3 separate regions of the Mus musculus genome follow, and regions 1 and 2 are each linked to region 3. A link is a contact called in public HiChIP or PLAC-seq data. All regions are on one chromosome and are shown on one strand. Each heading gives the region's core, a stretch centred on a gene start, on an enhancer-like site or on the middle of the called end of the contact. The rest is flanking DNA. Distances are from core to core; before and after follow the strand shown.

Region 1 (3,561 bases), core at 814-3,313, 240 kb before region 3:
GGTCACAAGTTCAAGTCCTGGCACCCACCTGGTGGCGCACAGTCATCTATCGCTGGAGGATCTGAGGCCTTCTTGTGATCTCCTTAGGCACCAGACACACACATGGTACACAGACATACATGCAGACAAAACACGAATACATAAAATAAAATAAATCTAATTTTAAAATCATGCAAGATTACAGAACGAAACTCATCGTGTCTAAGCCTTCGTTCTGTAAAACTCAAATTCCATCAACGTTCCTCGTACCCCTTCCTCAACTCTATACAGATTCTGAAGAAATGAATGAGAAGACACAGTTCCTTTTTGTTGTTATTGTCGGTTTTTTTTTTTTTTTTTTTTTTTTTTTTTTTTTTTTTTTGATACAGGGTTTCTCTGCATAGCCCTGGCTGTCCTGGAACTCACGTTGTAGACCAGGCTGGCCTCGAACTCAGAAATCCGCCTGCCTCTGCCTCCCAAGTGCTGGGATTAAAGGTGTGCACCACCACTGCAGGCAACACAGTTCCTATTATCTAATAATAAAAGATTTTGAGGAGCAGGGTCAGGTGGCACGGCAAAGAGGAACTGAGAGCTGGGGGTGGGGGGAATGAAGAAACAGACGTGCTTTGACCCTTGCCACACGGAATTATGAAAAGACCAAGCTTGCATGGAGCATCTGCTGGCCACTGCAGACAGGAGCTGTGGCCACAGTGCTGGTCACTTTCTTGTAAAGGCCACACGTAAGGCTTTCCCAGGATACCTCTGTCCCTTCAGTTCATTAATCTTTCTAACTCTCAGGGGAACGGAACCTGTGTTCTCCCCTCTCACCAAGGGAACTGGGGTCATGGAGGTGCCTTGACGACTATTTGGACTTGGGACTTGTCTAAGAAATCCCAAGTTTACTAACTGGGCCCCAAACCTTTGCTCTCTCGAACCACAACTTCAACTGAAGATCTAGCACTTGGCAGTGTAACTTGCCATAGGGGCACCTCCAGAATACATGGGGAGGTATATTGTTTTGTTTGCTTGGTTTTGGTTTGTTTGATTTTGTTTTCTGAGCCTTCGTTCTCATTTAGAGTAATATCCCTTTTCAAGCATTCTCTCTTCCACGGGCAAATCCCTCACCGGGTCAGGGAATTGCTTCAATTCCAGGTCAGCAGGTAGACGGACTTCAGGTGGAGTGTGCTTGCTTACATTGGCGAAACGTTTTTCAGCTACCTTGACAAGTCCAGGGCAGTTGGATATGAGGATGGGGTTCTCAAGGTTCATGCCTTTGAGGAACTGAGAAGAGCCAGGGGACCGCCTGGGTTCGTCTCTGTCCTGCCGCAATGAGGATGCCTGGCTACCTCTCCTGGCCCTTGTTTTGTAAAGTCACACCGCAAAAGTCCTCTTCTCTCCAGAGACAACTTCCCACAGCTCCCAAGCAACCATGACACTGTCCTGAGCGCCTCCAGGAACATGGGTCACCCTAAGTCATCTCTCCCTAGCCCAGGGCTTCTCATCTGCACTGTGCCTTGCTTCCTGCAGGCAGGCCAGTAGGGCTCGCCAGCGCTGCTTCAGGACACCTTCAGGGGTCACTGCCTTGAGGACAGGCAGCTAGGACAGGGATGCAGCCAGGACGCTGCGGGGACGCCAGTTATCTTTGCTTCCCTCCGCCCGCGACACTCGTGATCTGAAAAGCTCGGGGAAAGCGAAGCCTGAGACTGCGAGAACGCGGAGACACGGGGACGCGCTCCCGAGTGGGCGCCTTTAGACCCACGCCTCACGGACACACTCTGCCCTCGGACGCCACCGACCCGCCAACCCTGGGTGTAATAAACACGAAAAACAAACTTGGCACAAATGAGCTCCCCGCCCCCAACTCCCAAGCTGCGGCTCCCCCCACCTCCCAACTCGGATGTGTAGGAGCTCAAGTCAGAGAACCTCGCGGGGACCGCGACTTACCTACGCCTCCTGGCCGTTTTATCCACCAAATAGCCACCTTGCCCCGTGGCAGCGACAGGTTCGGATCACCTCCTCCGTGTGCCAACAGCTCCGAGGTTCTGATGGTGCAGAGAGAAGCTGCCAACGAATACAGAAAGTTTTCACCAATAGAAACCGAAGTTCTCTCGACTTCGAACGTGCAACTGCCCTCAGCTCCTCTAGGTGGCGCACGGTGCTCTTTGGGGAAAGAACTGGGACTCTTAATCCTGCACACAGCTCCAGCATCCCAAGTCATCTCTGCTAAAATTGGGAAATGGATCCCTGCTTCGCCTACAGGGCTCCGTTCTCAAAACCTACTTCCATCGCTTTTGACGGTCCCTTGGTTTTGTTCATTGACTTGTCCAGGTCGTGGAGCAAATACAATGATATTTTGGATTATTTGTTTAACATCTCTGAAACACCTTCAGTCCCTGGGGCATCCTAGTTTGGATGGTTTAAACTTAACTAGTTGTTGCCTCTTCGGAGTAAGTTAGAAAACAATAAGACAAAGTCAGCTGAATACTAGCTGTCCATCATTGTCTTCCCCTTCCCGTGTGGCCGGTTTACTTGGGGGTTACACTGGGTTAGACCTGGAAAGATCCTGAGTTATCTGACCACCCTCTGGGAAAACCTGACATTAAAAGGTCAGAAAGAGGAGCTGGTGTGGAAGCAGAAGGATTGAAACTTTGATGCCAACAAAAGCTACATGGCAAGACTATTTCAAGACAAGTTAATAGACAAACAGTGCAAGTTAGTGCTAATGCTGTTGCTCGGCTGCTGAGCTTGCTTCCTTTTCTGTTTAAGTATCCTTGAAGCCACCCCTGATGGAAACAAATCATCTGTTTCAAAGCTAAGGGATATGTGGCTTACAGTGTTGTATAACTCATCTGAGGTCCCATAGCTAGATAGCACAGTCAGACTTGTTAAGGTAGGTGTATCTGGCAGGAGATCTTATATCCAATTTCTTTCTTTTTTTTTAAGATTTATTTATTTATTATATATAAGTACACTGTAGCTATCCTCAGATACTCCATAAGAGGGTGTCAGATCTCATTACGGATGGTTGTGAGCCACCATGTGGTTGTTGGGATTTGAACTCAGGACCTTCTCGACAGCCCTTATATCCAATTTCTATGAAGCATCAAATAAGCCGACAAATTATGAAAAGGGGACTATGTGAGAAACTTGATTCAGGAATATCTAAAAGGAGAGAAATCAGAGCACAGGACATGGAGAAAGAATCTTACAGTGAATGTCATGCTGAGCACATTAAAGTTTGAATCTGGGGCCTGGAGAGATGGCTCATCAGTTAAAAGCACTGACTGCTCTTTCAGAGGTCCTGAGTTCGAATCCCACAACCACATGGTGGCTCACAGCCATCTGTAATGAGATCTGATGTCCTCTTCTGGTGTGTCTGAAGACAGCTACAGTATATGAACTGGGCTTCCTTATATATAGTAAATAATAAAGAAATCTGAAAGTTTGAATCTGAGATGTCCCCTACAGGTTTTGTTTGTTTGTTTTTAAGATTGTTCCCCAATAGCTGGTGATATTTTGGGAGACCCTGGAACCTTTAGGAGTAGAGCTGAGCTGGTGGAAGTAGGTCACTAAAAGTGGGAC
Region 2 (3,707 bases), core at 771-3,270, 130 kb before region 3:
GCCGGCCTTAGACACCGGAAGTCGCAGCTGCTAGGGCCCGAGTCTCTGGCCCTTTGTTCAGACCTTCTCCTGATGAATTTTGGAGAGAAGGGGGGAGTTCCCATCATTCCTAAGTATCTGGCTCTGGACGCTGTGTGGATAAAACTCAGGGAAGCTGATCACATGATCATAGGTCGCTGCTGATAGGTTTGAATAGATTTTATATTTATTGCTATACTTGGAAGGTCTAAGAGAGTCCAGTCAGTCAGTAACATTAGGGTTAGGATTGGTCCTGTTCATGCAAAGTTGTGCTTCTGTGAGTGTGTGTACATGTTAAAATTTGTTACCCCAAAGCAATATTTAAGGTGCTTTCTTGGGTGTTGGTGGTCCATGGATGTGTCTGATACCCAAACATGCTAGTAGTTCAGGATGCTTGTGCCAGGTGAGGCTGGACAAGGCTACACTTTTCTTGATGTTTCCTCAAACTGTTAGTGTTTCTGTGGCAGTCTACTTAACCCCAGGCTGTTTTGGATTTTCATGTTTCTGTTGGTGATTTCTATTTAGAATGTTCTCAGTTGTAGGGCTGGTATGTGTTTAGTGTTCCTAAGGATGGGCTGTGATGTGTCTTAGGAAGAAATATCTGTATGTTAGAAAGCCACTGTTGCCTGTGACTAATGCTTATAAGGTAGCCATATACTAAAAGGTTTCTTTTAAAAACTAGAAACATAAATAACAAAGTTACGTGTTGATCGTTTGAGCAAAGTATGTTGGGAACCTGTAGGAACCTGCCTCTGAACATCTGGCAGGATTAAAGGCAGGTAAATGCTAATGGGGTGATCAAAGCCATCTTGTACCTTAGGACAATCACCTTGATCAGTGAGGGGCCCTTTGAGAAACCCTTTGCTCCTTTCTAGTCCTCCAAAGTGTGTGAGAGGCCTGTTGGGTTCTGAAGGGTCTTGAACCCGTGTTTACTGTTGGTGTGCATCTTTGCAAGTGTGGGTATGTGGACCAGAACCACACACCAGCAGTAGAACTCAGGTGAAAAGAAATCCGTGCGCAGCGCATTCTTCCCTCAGAAGTCCCGCTGTTCCTTCATTTGATACCAGTGGGCTCTGTGGATCCATGTAGAACCGTGTAGATCCCAGTAGCTTTTCACTGGCTTCCTGAGCTGGTGCCCTGGCAGCATACAGTCGGTGTTAAAAACAGGCTCCATGGGAACCTACTGTATGTGGCAAGAGTGGCTTTTACGTCTATAGAAGGCTTTGCATTTCAATGTATATTATTCTGTAGGTTCAACAAAAAGTATTTAATTTTTAAAAAGCTCATGTGTGTATGTATGTGTGTGTGGTGTTATCTACTTTTCTGTATTTTGTATAACTTTTATTTTGTCACTTACAAGAAAAAAGGATTGAAGGAAGTGATAGAACAAAACAGGCTCTGTTTAGGGAAGTGTTTTTTTGAGGTCATTTGGCTAGACAGTGAATGAAAGAGGCAGAATTTCCGGTATGGGCTTTTGGTAGGGGAACTGAAGTCCGCCACAAGGCCTGGGTTCAGTGTTTACAGAGTCATTGTAAAGTGACTCTGACTTACAGAATAATGGGTAATATTCAACAATACATGAAACTTTAGAAAATCTCTGTGTGTGTGTGTGTGTGTGTCCACATCTGTCTGTCCGTGTTCACCTGCCTGTTTTATCATCATTCTGTCCTGCTGTCTGTGGTGTCTGTCTGTGGTGTTTAGGCCTGGTGTGTTTATGTATTTAATTGTGGTAAGATACACATAATATTTAGTCTTTCAATTAGGTTCACAGTTCAGCACTGTTTAGTGCATTCAATAATGATAAATGATGGGGCTTCTAGAATTCTTACTGTCTGGCAACCCTGAAACTCTGTCTGTGTCCAGTAAACAGTACCCCTGTCTCTCTTTATCCCAGTCTCTTGAAATTGCTGTCTTGCTTTGCCTTGTTATGCATTTGATGACTCCAAATAAGTCACATAAGCCACACACATGGCATTTATGGTTCTGCTTTTTGGTGACTGGCTTATTTAATTTGGCACAGTGTGAGAAAGCCGGGCATCATGGCACGCACTTGTTAGAGCTGTAGGACTTGGTGTTCAGCCAGCCTAGCCTAACCAAGGAGGCCCTGGTCCCAGGTAGAGAACCTATCTCAAACCAAAGTGGAGGGGACCCTGTACACACACACACACACACACACACACACACACACACACACACACACACACACACAGAGGATGTAGGTGGGGAATCCTGTTCTGTTTTCCCACACTAAGACCATGCCTGTGCGATGATGATTCTTGTTCTTTAGAAATAAGAGTTTGTTTCCTTGTCTGCCTGGGCTTTTGGTCATAGTAGCATAAGCAGTGTTATTTCTAAGCATCTTTATGTTTGGTAACTGTATTCTCAACCTGCCTCTTCCTCTTTCTCTTTTTTCCTCCCTATGAACATCTGGGCTTGAGATGTTTCGTGTTTTATAATGGTTTTCTCAGATAGTTGCCCGGCTTCCAGCTGGAAGGAGCAGCCAAGCTGAGGTCAAGACTGAACCACACGGTCGGTCCTTTGAAAGGATGCCTTTTTAAATCATGTTTGCTCACCTTTTCGTAGGCCATGGTCATTACTGTGCTTGCCCAGGGTTCCGTTCGTGACTGACCCAGCAGGGAGCTTTCTACACTTCCCAAGCAAGAAGTGCATTCTTAAACCTTAGCATTTGTTTCAAGTGAGCAATGAATGCATACAGTTATTTCTAATTTATACAGAATGCCTACTCCTGGTTCTGGTCCATGTCTTGCTTATTTCATCTCCTCCTGCATCAGAGAGACAGAGGCTCTAGCTTACGCTGCTCTTGAACTCCTTGGTAGCCCAGGATGACCTCAGACTTCAGATTGCTCCATTTCTACCTCCTGTAGCGTTTTGAGATTACAGGCGTGTGCCACCACACCTGGCTCTTATACACTACTGGAGATCAAGCCCAGAACACCTTGCATGCACTGCCAGCCTAGCCATGTTCCTGGGTCTCATCATGTGCTGTAGTCACAGAGCCAGGGAGTGGGGAGGAGGGAGAGGAGGGAGGAGGGAAGAGGAAGTAGGAGGTAGGATGGACAGGCCTTCCTTCCCATGTGGTCTTCAGTGCATGGGATGTCAGACAGAAACCCGACCTGCCTCAAGACATCGCCCCCCCCCCCCCAACTGGTAGTTGGTGCCCATCTACTGAGACCAAGTTTTTCAGTGATTTTTTTTTCCTTCATAATTTTTTTCTAACTTCTTTTTGTGAAGCTCTTATTTATTTTTAAATACATTTTCAATTGAATAGATCTTAAGTATATTTTCAAATTAAGATATAATGACACCACTTCCTTCCTTCCTTCCCTTTCCCCAACTCTGTTCCATTTTCTTTCGCTGGGAAACAGCCTGTTTGATCAGCCTAAGAAGAATTCATACTTGGTATTTTGTGTTTGTGTCCCGGATCTTCTGTCTTGCCACACTGTCATCCAATTCTAGCTGTGGATCCAGCTCTGCTTTAATGGCGACTGTCCTTGATGGAGACTCAAAAGGTCAGACTCACTCTCTAAACATGAGAAGCTAGGCGGATGTCTTTGGTTCAAGTTGAACAGAGCCATGATTTGGGGCATGAGGAAAGTCTTTGGAGAGAATCTAGCTTCCTTGTATAACTGAGTGAGTTTGCTGCAGTGCGTGCTTTCATCATGTTGGGA
Region 3 (3,734 bases), core at 1,201-3,700:
CTGACCCATGAGAATTTGGTTTCTCTCTATTTTCCCTCATTACAAACCCGTCACCAGTAAGAACTACGGTGTGTCCCACCGGACCCTCTTTCAGCTCCTTGTTTCCAGCTACACTAGAGTTGTGGGGCCCAAGGTCATATATTTTGGTTTCACTGTTGTGAGTTCAGCACCAGATGCAGCATGGGAAAGAACAGACAGCCAGTACGGCTCTCAGTTCCATCAGCAGTGCTGAGGGTACCTGTCCTGACTGTGTTACTGCAAGCATTAAGTGCTCTGGTCTTTCATTTCACGAGCCCCATAGTGAGGGGGTTTGTTTTTGTTTTTTGTAATGTGGATAGATAGAGTCATTGCTATTCTCAGTGGACTAAAAATTATCTTTGGGGGATGGGGAAAATTTGTTTCTTCAGTTTTTCAGATTGTATTTCAGGCTGTAAGCAAAACACTGGCATCCCAATTGATCTAATTAATATGACCATATTAATATGGTCACTTCCTGCTATTAACATGATAAGTCTTTACTATTCCTATTATTTATCATCATCATCATCCCCATTATTAAACACAGTTTTTCCCTTGGAAAATTTGGGTCAGTCATACTTCTTGCTTTCCTCTTTAAGGAAAGTAATGGTGGTATATTAAAAAATTGGCAAAAGTGTTTAAAATTTACTATAGAAGAATTTTCCTACATGAATCAAGTGGGCCTGTTACCCATCTACCCTTCCCAGGTCACTTGAGGTGAGGGTCTGTGCAGCAGTTGGAAGCTTTGGGTCAAATCTACAACTTTTAGTGCTTTTTGCCTTTTTGTTTGTGTCTTTCTAATTAAACTTTTTTTTGTGTGTGTGAGGAGACAATTAGCCTCATGGATTTTAATTTTTGTATCGAAAAACATTTGTTGTTGGAGAAAGGTGTTGGCTATGGTATATTTTTAGGTGAACTGAAACGGCTTATCAAACTGTATCGTCGCACAGAACTCTGAGTTTGTTTTTGTGTGCACTCACACAGATACTTAGGCATATGAGAAGAAATCCTAGCATACATATATGTTAGCATATCAACATTACATGCTTGTGTGTATTTAAAGTTATCTAGCTAATATGCATATGTAAATACCTGTGCATGCACACACCTCAAGAATATTAAGAATATTAAGTTTTTGCCTCTAGATGGCTGTTTCTAGATAGCTTTTTATCTTAATAATATGTTGCTTCTGTATGTTTCCCTTTTTAGCCTAAACTCAGCATGGCCAAGTGCAGGAGGAACGTGGAAAACTTCTTGGAAGCGTGCAGGAAACTTGGCGTTCCCGAGGTAACACCAGACTTAGTTCAAATGGCCACGTTTTGATAAAAAACGTCAGCCTAGCTGTTTGAACCATGAATAGACATCTTTTTGTTTGTTTGTTTGTTTTGCATCTTTTTTTTTTCAGTTTCAAGAGATACCTTCAAATAAATAACCTACATTTTTTTTTTTAAACTGAAGTTGCTCTATTGCAGTTTAACTAAAATGGTCTTACATATCTTTTCAATTCTAAGAAAAAGGTGGAAAATCATTTAGTGTTAGAAAATGTGAAATTCCAAATTGGAAAGAAAAAGCTCTAATATTGGTGAATTACAGAGTAGCTAAGAGAAGCAGGCCTTCCTTAGCCCTGGCTGCTTTGCAAAGTCCATTAATTGCTGGATTTCATTCCCAGTATTTTAAGATATGAATCAAACTAATGTTCATTAAAAATCCAGTGATTGTTATCATCGGTGATGAAGATGCATAGGCCTGTGTAGGGTGCTAACTACTGACATTTTCGTTTTATCCTGTAGTCTACTCTCAGCCCGTTTGGCAGTCCTCTGTAGCCTGCCTAATGATACAGTTTACCTTTTCCCTGTCCCCGGCTCAGTCCCACTGGCCTCCTTGAATGGGTACTTGGAGCGTTCAGAGACTTCCCTATTTAATTTAAGATAAAACGACTCCAGGATTTAGGCAGCAGCGGCACCAATTAACATGATCTTTGTCACAATGGTGAACAGAAATGAGAAGTTACTTTTCTTATGGCTTCTTTGTTTCCTTAATGATAAAGATAAAGTAACTTAAAAAGCAAACAGTTAAACAAACAAATAAAAAGCCAAAACAAACAAACAAACAAACCTCTTCTGAGAGACTCTGAGCTCATGAATCACATTTCAAAGTATACTACACAGGCTATTAAAGTCCACCCAGCAGCCCTTTCTTCCTACCCATCCCCTATTTTTCTTTTTTTTTTCCCCCTCCTTCTTATTTTAGCTTAGGGGACGGTTAGGATTCCAGTGTTATTTGAGAAAAGGGAGACTATATTTAAAGTGTTCTTACATCAAGCTGTGTCGATGAAGAGAAATTTACCAATTCTGTTTTTGAAAAACAAAACCTAATCTTTATATACTGGCCACAATGTCTCGGCGACCACTTCTGCTTTCAACTGTGTTCATCTGTGCGTCTGTCTTGCGTGTGTGTGTTTGAATATTGCACAAACATCTTGGCTTCAGATATTTGTGAACACACAGCTTTTCTGATAATTTGATTCTACCGTGGGCTCGTGGGGGCTCCCACTGTGAATCAGAAACCCTTCAAGCCAATTTCATGTGGTAAATTACTTGTGTCTGCACTGGAAAGCCCTCATGAATTATGAAGGAGCGTCCTTGTCACTGTCATGACTGGCTTACTCTGGGAAAAAATGGAATGCGAGTGCCCTTACTCACTTCCTGTGAGAAAAAGAAGGAAGGAAGGGAAATTAGATTACCATAAAAAGAGCAAAAAATCAGAATTTCTGAGTTATGCCCCTTCTGTGGTGCTTCTAACAGTGTAGGTAACTTATAATTCTCAAGAAGGGTAAAAGCAAGTGAGTAACACAGAATCCCATGTCCCAGTTAGCTATATACTTAGTTATTTTTAATTCAGTGAGTGGTTTTCAGCAAGGAAGGCATCATGCATGAGTGGAAAACCAGAACTCCCCGATTGGAAGGTAGTCCACAAGTCTTCCTGCTCGACTCACAACAGAACATTTTCATCTCACAAATATATGAGGCATTGTTTCCCTCCAGGGGATGACATGAAGCCCATCTCTTCTCTAAGATTGCATTCGTTCTGTTCCTTGGGAGAATCACGGTTTGGAACTATAGCCTAAAGTCAGCGTAAACCGTTTTAAGTTTATCAGGTACTCAGGGACATGTGCAGGAGCTGAGCAGATTCAGCTAAACCATTGCATGCAAAGTCCATCGACGGGCTGGGAACAGTTTTTGAAGTTGTTCTTACTATAATAGCTTCAGAAGTCTCCACCAGTACAGTCCTTGATATTTGCCCCGAAGTTGGGCAGTGTTTGTGAAACCTTTATGGATGGTTAAACAGTTGATCCTCAGAACCAAGTTGTAGGCTGTTGATTATCTAGGACATATGTCTGTGTGGGGTATGGGAAGGCAGCCTTTCAACTCACTAGGTGGATAGCAGAGGGTGTGGCACGTTAAGCCCATCCCTGACAGTAGCCTGGGAAGAGTAGCTCTGGACTGGCTCTCATGCACACATGGCTTCTTTGGTAGACTCGATTCCAAACTGTAGACAATATCAGGTAACAAAGCAGTACCCTGTGTGGGGCTAAGGCTACAGGTCGTATTTGCAGCTATCTTTGGTATCCGTGCAAGCATCACTTTAGTCTTGAGGACAATGCCTTATGGGCTCCTAGATCTTTCACAGTAGAGTCTTTGTATCACCCAAGCATC

What was found. HiChIP or PLAC-seq counts read pairs in DNA pulled down with a chosen protein or histone mark.
Region 1: a contact with region 3 is called in an H3K4me3 HiChIP or PLAC-seq map of bone marrow-derived macrophages, with 4 times the contacts expected there. The contact joins the promoter of Rubcnl here to the enhancer-like site in region 3. A contact is called at or near these places in 23 of 39 promoter capture datasets (the 3T3-L1 cell line, 3T3-L1-derived adipocytes, the HPC-7 cell line and 15 more), 6 of 15 datasets of contacts at CTCF or cohesin (CD8 T cells, the NIH/3T3 cell line, embryonic stem cells and 1 more), 12 of 484 Hi-C or Micro-C datasets (the CH12 cell line, Sertoli cells, bone marrow-derived macrophages and 5 more), 11 of 115 datasets of contacts at active chromatin or transcription factors (bone marrow-derived macrophages, embryonic stem cells, forebrain and 5 more) and 6 of 9 other capture datasets (adipose tissue, bone marrow-derived macrophages, embryonic stem cells and 3 more).
Region 2: an H3K4me3 HiChIP or PLAC-seq map of bone marrow-derived macrophages shows a contact between it and region 3, with 4 times the contacts expected there. The contact joins two enhancer-like sites. A contact is called at or near these places in 1 of 15 datasets of contacts at CTCF or cohesin (large pre-B cells), 2 of 484 Hi-C or Micro-C datasets (CD4 T cells and cortical neurons), 3 of 115 datasets of contacts at active chromatin or transcription factors (bone marrow-derived macrophages, cardiomyocytes and microglia) and 3 of 9 other capture datasets (adipose tissue, embryonic stem cells and liver).

Annotation. Positions count from the first base shown.
Region 1 is chr14:75,014,529-75,018,089 of GRCm38.p6, reverse strand. Rubcnl (RUN and cysteine rich domain containing beclin 1 interacting protein like) reads right to left here and starts at 2,063. Exons shown (of 14, transcript NM_198642.2): 1 at 1,924-2,063.
Region 2 is chr14:74,903,949-74,907,655 of GRCm38.p6, reverse strand. The region is part of intron 1 of Lrch1 (leucine-rich repeats and calponin homology (CH) domain containing 1); the gene reads left to right. Among named protein-coding and RNA genes, the nearest start is that of Gm10847, 16 kb to the left of the region's middle. Within about 2 kb of position 2,020, at least 62 of the 459 cell types and tissues checked have an H3K27ac peak or open chromatin away from gene starts, as enhancers often do. A contact at or near this core is called in bone marrow-derived macrophages, where this site is marked.
Region 3 is chr14:74,773,152-74,776,885 of GRCm38.p6, reverse strand. Lrch1 (leucine-rich repeats and calponin homology (CH) domain containing 1) reads left to right here. Exons shown (of 19, transcript NM_001252132.1): 18 at 1,228-1,305. Among named protein-coding and RNA genes, the nearest start is that of Esd, 43 kb to the right of the region's middle. Within about 2 kb of position 2,450, at least 21 of the 459 cell types and tissues checked have an H3K27ac peak or open chromatin away from gene starts, as enhancers often do. A contact at or near this core is called in bone marrow-derived macrophages, macrophages and neutrophils, where this site is marked.